2 separate regions of the Capra hircus genome follow, and region 2 is linked to region 1. Evidence: chromatin contacts called from public Hi-C data. All regions are on one chromosome and are shown on one strand. Each heading gives the region's core, a stretch centred on a gene start, on an enhancer-like site or on the middle of the called end of the contact. The rest is flanking DNA. Distances are from core to core; before and after follow the strand shown. Region 1 has its middle 43 kb from the start of C25H16orf72. Region 2 has its middle 25 kb from the start of TRNAG-CCC.

Region 1 (4,122 bases), core at 1,010-3,509:
CTGATGGTCCAGTGGTTGGGACTCTGTGCTTTCACTGCCGAGGGCTCGGTTCAGTCCCTGGTTGAAGATCCCACAAACCACGGAGCACAGCCAAAAGCAAAACACAAAACAGAGTACCTGCTACTTGAGCTGGGCATTAGGGACTGAGTGGGAGTGAGCCCTTCAAAGATACAGCCATAGAGACCTGAGAGATGTCAGCCGTGGGGGAAATGAAGTCCAGGGTGGCTGGAGAATTAAGAGCAAAAGAAGTCTCTGGAAAGGAGGCTGCTGCCCCACTCCTGTGTTGCTGTTGATGTTCAGTCGCCAACTCGTGTCCAACTCTTTGTGACCCCATGGACTGCAGCATGCCAGGCTTCCCTGTCCACTATCTCGCAAGTTTGCTCAAATTCATGTCTGTTGAGCTGGTGATGCTGTATAACCATCGCATCCTCTGCCACCACTTTCTCCTCCTGTCTTCAATCTTTCTTAGCAACTCAGGGTCCTTTCCAATGAGTCGGCTCTTCACAATCAGGCGGCCAAAGCATTGAAGCTTAAGCTTCAGCATCAGTCCTTCCAATGAATATTCAGGGTTTGTTTCCTTTAGGATTGACTGGTTGGATCTCCTTGCAGTCCAAGGGACTGTCTAGAGTCTTCTCCAGCAGCACAGTTAGAAAGCATCAATCCTTTGGTGCTCAGCCTTCTTTATGGTCCAACTCTCACATCGTACATGACTACTGGAAAAATCAAATCTTTGACTCTACAGACGTTTGTTGGCAAAGTGACATCTCCGCTTTTTAATACACTGTCTAGGTTTGTCATGTCTTTCCTTTCAAGCAGCAAGCATCTTTCTGTTACAGGGAATGAAAGATCAGGGAAGTTAGGAAATTTAGCCAGGGTCAGTCTGTGAAGTCAGGACTTAAACCCAGGTTTATAGAATGCTTGCAGCCTTGAGGTTTCCATTTGCTCAGTAGGATTTTTTGTTTGTGTTGCTTTTTTTCTTTGCATTAAATCACACACCCAGATGTGCTGGGCATGGAGCCTAGACAACAGTATTTTTTTAAGCCCCCATTCGCATAATTCCAACCTGCAGTCTGGATTGAGAACTACTGGGTGGGTTGATCCTCCTAAATCTCCACGCACTTTCCAATGACTCTAAATCCCTCATTCGGCCTGTCCAGGTGGACACGCTTTCACCGTGCTTGCTTAATTTTGAGCGTCGGAAGTTTCTTGAAGGTGGGGAGTGGTGGTGATGCAGAAGCTAAAGCAGATGAGCTCGGCTGTTTCCTCAGGGAAGGAGGCCCAGGGACTTCTTCCCACATTTCGGTACCCAATGTGCAAGAAAAGAAGCTGAGAACATTCTCCCTCCTGTTGTTTGGTTTGGGGGAATTTTTGTTGGTGCTGTTCTTTGATTTTTTTTTTTTTTCCACCTAGACTCCTACGAGGTGAGAAACGGGGAGTCCTGCTTGGCTGGGCAGGCGGGCAGGCAGCTGCTGGGGCCGCCTCCACACTGGAGTCATCGCCGCATCCTGACTCTCAAAGTGGTCCAGGCCGCACACCCACCCACCCCAGGGCAGGAGCCGCAGCTGCAGGCGCAGAGCAGACGGAGCGCCGCCCCTCGCCTCCTCCGCCCCCACCCCCAGCGCCGCTGCGAGGGGAGGGCAGAGGAGGTGAGAGAGGGGGAACCTGTGAACCATCTCCCAACTGCCGTGTGCACCCGTTCCTCCCGGGGAGCGGAGGTGGCCCCCAGGGTGCTCCTCTTCTGGACTCATCCTCTCTTTTTAACATCCAAGTGGGGATGCCCCCACTTAAGGCAGTACGGGGCGGCCATCTCAAATTCCAGGTTTAGCAAGCTGCAGCCTGCTTTTCCGGGAGCTGGGCGCGCCTGAGCCTGACCCTCTTTCTCAGGTACCCAGGGACCCCGTCTCTCTCTCTCCATCCCCTCACATCCCCTTAAACCCGAGTCGACTGTGTTACACTAGCTTTGAGAGTAATGGCACTGGCTGAGGTAATGGCAACCCAGGAAAGGAAAGTTCCTGCTCAACGTGAGCAATCACCCTTAAGCAGTCATTTCCCGCTGTGTTAGCTAGGAGCCTTTGGGTTCCAAATAACTGAAACCCATCTGAAATGGCCCTGGAGAAAGACGCGGCAACCCCCTCCAGCATTCTTGCCTGAGAAATCCCAAGGACAGAAGGAGCCTGGCGAGCGACTGTGCACGGGGTCGCGACTACACAACAGCATCTGCAAGGGGCTTAAGCGGATGCGGAAGGGATCGCGGCAAAGTCCGGGGCGGGGAGATCTCAGGTCCGGCCGGATCCAGCACCGGTGCGAGGCTTCGTTCTTTCCTGTCCTGTACCTTCCCTCCCTCTTGTTTTGTGTCCCCCCTCTTCTCTTTCCTGTCAGTGGCTACCCTCCTCGTCCTCCCCATCTCTCTCTCCATCCTCCCTCCCCCTCCACCACCTCTGCTCACTAGAAACCAATAGCGTGTGCCCAAGCACACCCGCGGGCACACACACGGAGCAGTTGTGACAACCCAAAGTGTACCTAAACATTGCCAAAATCTGTGTGCATGTGTGTATCACACCTCCCCTGCCTCATTAAAGGAAGAAACCTTTGTGAGAGATAACTGAGGGGTGGAGCAGTGGGGAAAGGGAGCCTGTGGGTCCTAAATCTGGATTCCTCTGAAGATAAGCTTCCCACTGCCATGTCTTTAACTGAACTGGGGAGTTGTTGTTCAGTCGCTCGGTGGTGTCCAACTCGTTGCGACCCCGTGGACTGCAGCACACCAGGCTTCCCTGTCCTTCACCATCTTCCGGAGTTTGCTCAAACTCCTGTCCTTTGAGTCAGTGATGCTATTCAGCCGTCTCATCCTCTGTCACCCCGTTCTCCTCTTGCCCTCAATCTTTCCAGCATCAGAGTCTTTTCCAGTGAATCAGCTCTTCATATCAAAAGTGGCCCAAGTATTGGAGCTTCAGCTTCCGCATTGGTCCTTCTGATGATTATCAGTGTTGATTTCCTTTAGGATTGACTGGTCTGATCTCTTTGCAGTCCAAGGGACTCTCAAGAGACTTTTCCAACACCACAATCTATCCTTTGGCACTCAGCCTTCTTTATGGTCCAACTCTCACATCCATACATGACTCCTGGAAAAACCATAGCTTTGACTATACACACCTTTGTCGGCAAAGTGATGTCTCTGCTTTTTAATATGCTGTCTAGCTCTTCTTCCAAGGAGCAAGCGTCTTTTAATTTGGGGAGAGCCTGCATGAAATCCCACCTTATCAGTCCCTGAAGCTTTCTGGGCCTGTGTCACTGTTGTTTATTTATATTTTAATGCTGTGAGCATAAAAGAGATATTTATTCAAAAACATTTAGCGTGGCCCAGAATTGACAAGTTTATTTTAAGGTCCTGCAAACCAGTCCTGAGAGCAGGGTTTGATTGCCACCTTGGCATCAAATTAGTGCCTTTGAAGATGCATTAAATCGTCCCTTTGATCTAATAATTGCCTTCTGCTATGGCGACGCCTCCCAGCTGGAAACAAAAGCCATTGTTAACTCCTGCAACTTAAAGAAAAATGTAATTTTTCTCAGACTGGAAGGTTAGGAGGTGACAAATTACCCAGATTTGACTGTTTTCTTCCCAGATTTGGGCTGAGGATGGCACCTGGCTTCGCTTGTAAACTTAGTTCCTTTGTGTGTGCATGTTCAGTCGCTTCAGTCATGTCTGACCTTTTGTGACCCTTAGACTGTAGCCCGCCAGGCTCCTCTGTCCATGGGATTTCCCAGGCAAGGATACTGGAGTGGGCTTCCATTTCCTCCTCCACGGGATCTTCCCGACCCAGGGGATCTTCCCGGCCCAGGGGATCTTCCCGGCCCAGGGGATCTTCCCGGCCCAGGGGATCTTCCCGACCCAGGGGATCTTCCCGGCCCAGGGATGGAGCCTGAGTCTCCGGCATCTCCTGCATTGGCAGGCTGATTGTTTAGTGATGAGCCAGCGGTGGTGGTTCTTTATCTGACAGCAAAAAGCTTGCACACTGTGTCTCCCTTTTCACCCTGGATTCTGGAAACAACAAAACTTAAGTACAGAACAATAACCATCAAGTTCATTGACCATCTCCTGCCTGGCTCCAGATACAATTATCCTGC
Region 2 (4,122 bases), core at 593-3,092, 82 kb before region 1:
TAAAGGGGTCAAAGACCTTAAGAGACACCTCACCCAAGAAGATACACAGATGGCAAATCAGCATATGGAAACATGCTCTGCATCATATGTTATCCGGGAAACACCAATTACAACAACAGTGAATAGCATTACATGCTTATTTAAAAGGCCAGGATGTGAAACAGCATCATCAAATGCCGGTGAGGACGTGGAACAACAGGAACTCCGATGCACCGTTGGTGGGAATGCAAAATGGTCTAGCTACTTTGGAAGACAGTCTAGTGGCTTCTTTCCTTTAATATTTTATTTATTTACGTACTTATTTGGCTGCACTAGGTCTTAACTGCAGCCTGTGGGATCTATGTCCCCGACCAGGGATGGAACCCGGGCCCCCTGCATTGGGAGCGTGGAGTCAGCCACTGGGCCACCAGGGAAGTCCTAGTCTGGCGGTTTCTTACAAAACTAAACACATTCTTACCATAGGATCCAGCAAGCTCGCTCCTTGGTGTTTACCCAAAGGAGCTGAACACTTTGGTCCCCGCAAAATACCTGCACGTGGATGTTTACAGTAGCTTTATTCATAAGCCGTGGTACATCCAGACAGCAGAATATTATTCAACACTAAAAAGAAATGAGCTATCAATCCATGAAAAGGATGGAGACATCTTAAACACACATTATTAGGGGAAAAGACCCAGTGTGGAAAAGCTATGTACTTTTCACACTATGTGGTGAGATGATTCTAACTGTATGACATTTTAGGAAAATCAACAGTAGAGTCACACTTAGAAGATCAGTGGTTTCCAGGGGTTGGGGTTGTGGTCGGGGGCTAAGAATCAATAGGAGGAGCACAGGGGGGTTGGGGGAGGCGCAGCGAAGCACTGTGTGATACCTAATGATGGATCCATGTCATGATATTAATACCATGTCCAAACCCGCAGCATGTACACCGCCAGATGAGCCTTGACATAGACTTCAGGTGATTTAGGATGTGTCAGAATAAGTTCATCACATGTACCACTCTGGGCGGGATGTTGATCATGGGAAAGGCTCTGGTAAGGAGGTGGGGGCGGAAGGTATATGAGAAACCCCTGTACCTCCTCTCAATCTTGCTTTGAACCTGAAACTGCCTTTTTTGTCCTATTTAGCTTATTTATTTATTTTGCTGCATGGATCTTAGCTGTCACATGCAGGAGTTTCACTTATGGCATGTGAACTAAGTTCAGCATTCAGGATCTGGTTTCTCAACCACGGACCGAACCCAGGCCCACTGCATTGGGAGCGTGGAGTCTTACCCACTGGACCACCAGGGAAGTCCCTAAAACTGTTCTTTAAAAAAAAAAATCTTACATTGGAGTCAAGGAACCTCCTAAAATAGATCTAGATGTATGTTACTAGGGAAAAGGCTAAAGGCTCTGTGCCAAGCCCCCCACTCCTATTAAATTATAAAATATTAGCAGTCTGGATCAATGGCTCTCAAACTCCAACATGTATCAGAATCACCCAGCGAGCATGTTAAAATTCGAGATTTTCAGCAGCCTTGCCCACCCCACCTCCAGCAAAGTCTGATTCAGGGAAGTTGGGGTGTACCCTGAATCTTTACTATCAAGTCTCCCAGCAGCGGCCAGCGGTGCAGGTTCAAGAACCACAGTTTAAGAAACATGGGCCCAAAGGATCTCTGTAAAGATCTTGACATAAGGAGTCTTGCAGGGTCTTTTCCAGCTCTGACCAAGCAGCGCCCCCAGCAGACAAGAGAGAACACCAGACACTCGAGCCCCATTGTTGGGTGGCTGCGGGGGTGGCGGTGAGCTGCGCGGACCGCTGCGCTGTGGGCCAGGAGCCTCTAGATGGCAGTGCTCAGCCAGAAACAGAGCCCTCGGTTGGTCTGGGGCCCTGCCCAGGGGAAAGGCGCCGGGGCCGCCCCCCACAACCTTCCCCAACTGGTTCACAGAGGGTAGGCCAGGCAAGGAGCCTTGGGAACACACACGTGTGCAACTGAGGCAGGAATGAATGCTCATTTGGGCATTTGACATTACCAATAATGATAGTAGCTCACATCAGCTGCCAGGCACTGTTCTAGCCAAATTAAGATCATGCTGTGTGTATTTCCTACTATATTATGAGCATTTCCTCATTTCTTGAAATAGTGTTCAAGAGCATGCTTTCTAAAGGCTTCATAATTTCCGACCTAATTTAACTAATAAGATTCATTTAATCAATGCCCTATCACTGGGCTGTTATGTTATTTCTTGGTGTCTTCTATTCCAAGTAAGATACTGTTGCCTAAGAAGGAGTTGCCACAATTCTGACTATTTCCCTCTTGGGGTAAATGTTTAGAAGTAGAATTACAGGATCAAAATCTAGGGCCATTTGTAAAGATCTTGATATATATGGCAAACTTATTTTTTGGAATATTGGAAGTTTGCCCTCAGGAGCATGTATGAATGTACATCAGCCTGGATTTCCCAGCGCTGAGTAGGATCCACTTATCTTTCCAAAACTGTATCCAAGGGAATTCTGGCAGTCCAGTGGTTAGGATTCCGTGGTCTCGCTGCTAAGGGTCTGGGTTTGATCCCTGGTCAGGAAACTAAAATTCCACAAGCCAAACAGCATGGCCGGGGGCAAGGGGGAAAAAAACTGTACACAAAGCACAATATCTCTTTTTAAAATGTGAATTTCACAAAGTAGGGTTGAACTTCCTATTCATATATTGATCGGTCATTTGTATTTCTGCCTCTGAATTCTCTGTTCATCTTTTCATTTCTCCTTTCTAGTGTATTACTCGTCACAGTCCCATTTTCCTTTCAATTTTGTTTATATTGGTGATGAACAAAAGTTTAAATTTATGCTATAATCAATCTTTTATTTTTAGTAAAAATATTGCCCATTTCTATGCTTGTGAGGTTAAATATTCATGAATATTTTCCTTATGTTTTACATTTAACTTTCTAAACTTATTAAATATTAGCTACTTATTCAAATATATTTTTTTAATATTTATTTATTTGACTACCAGGTCTTAGTTGCAGCATGTAGTTTCCTGACCAGGGAATGAACGTGGACCCTCTACATTGGGAACATGAAGTCTTAGCAACTGGAGCACCAAGGAAGTCCCTCAAATGTTTTTAATATTTATTGTTACTTTTATTTTTATTTATTTGGCTGCACTGGGTCTTAGTTGCAGCGTGTGAGACCTTTAGTTCTGGCATGTGGCTCTAGTTCCCTGTTGTGGTTGTTCAGTCGCTCAGTCGTGTGTGACATTTTGCAACAAATGGACTGCAGCACGCCAGGCCTTCCTGCCCATCACCAACTCCCGGAGTTTGCTCAAACTCAAATCCATTGAGTCGGTGATGCCATCCAACCATCTCATCCTCTGTTGTCCACTTCTCCTCCCGCCTTCAATCTTTCCCAGCATCAGGGTCTTTTCTAATGAGTCAGCTCTTCACATCAGCTGGCCAAAGTATTGGAGCTTCAGTTTCAGCATCAGTCCTTCCAATGAATATCTAGGATTGACTTCCTTTAGGATTGATTGGTTTGATCTCCTTGCAGTCCAAGGGATTCTCAAGAGTCCTCTCCAACACCCCAGTCCACAAGGGTCAATTCTTTGGCGCTCAGCTTTATGATCCAACTCTCATATCCATGGGTTTCCCTTGTGACTCAGCTGGTAAAGAATCCACCTGCGATACCAGAGACCTGGGTTTGATCCCTGGGTTGGGAAGATTCCCTGGAGAAGGGAAAGGCTAGGCACTCTAGAATTCTGGCCTGGAGAATTCCATGGACAATATACTCCATGGGGTCACAAAGAGTCAGACACGACTGAGTGACTTTCACTTTTCTCACATCCGTAAATGACTACTGGACTACTAGACCCTGACCAAGGATCAAACCTGGGCCCCTTCATTGGGAGCTCAGAGTCCTAGCCACTGGACCACCAGCAAAGTTTCTACATTTAACTTGTTAATGTCTCAATATACCTGGGAGCATGAAATGATGGGCTAACAAATTTTCCCCCAAATATTCAGCTTTCCCCATACCACTTATTGACTAACCCATCATTAATGACTTCCATCATTTTTGTGCTATTTTCTGATAGAATATCATGTATATTTTCTGCAGTATCTATCCTGTTTCATTGTTCTTGCC

The links. A called contact is a pair of places that touch in the nucleus more often than the background predicts.
Region 2: a Hi-C map of liver shows a contact between it and region 1, with 5 times the contacts expected there. The contact joins two enhancer-like sites. A contact is called at or near these places in 3 of 5 Hi-C or Micro-C datasets (blood and liver).

What each region holds. Positions count from the first base shown.
Region 1 is chr25:7,720,713-7,724,834 of ARS1.2, reverse strand. No RefSeq gene overlaps it. Among named protein-coding and RNA genes, the nearest start is that of C25H16orf72, 43 kb to the left of the region's middle. Within about 2 kb of position 2,259, at least 1 of the 5 cell types and tissues checked has an H3K27ac peak or open chromatin away from gene starts, as enhancers often do.
Region 2 is chr25:7,802,626-7,806,747 of ARS1.2, reverse strand. No RefSeq gene overlaps it. Among named protein-coding and RNA genes, the nearest start is that of TRNAG-CCC, 25 kb to the left of the region's middle. Within about 2 kb of position 1,842, at least 1 of the 5 cell types and tissues checked has an H3K27ac peak or open chromatin away from gene starts, as enhancers often do.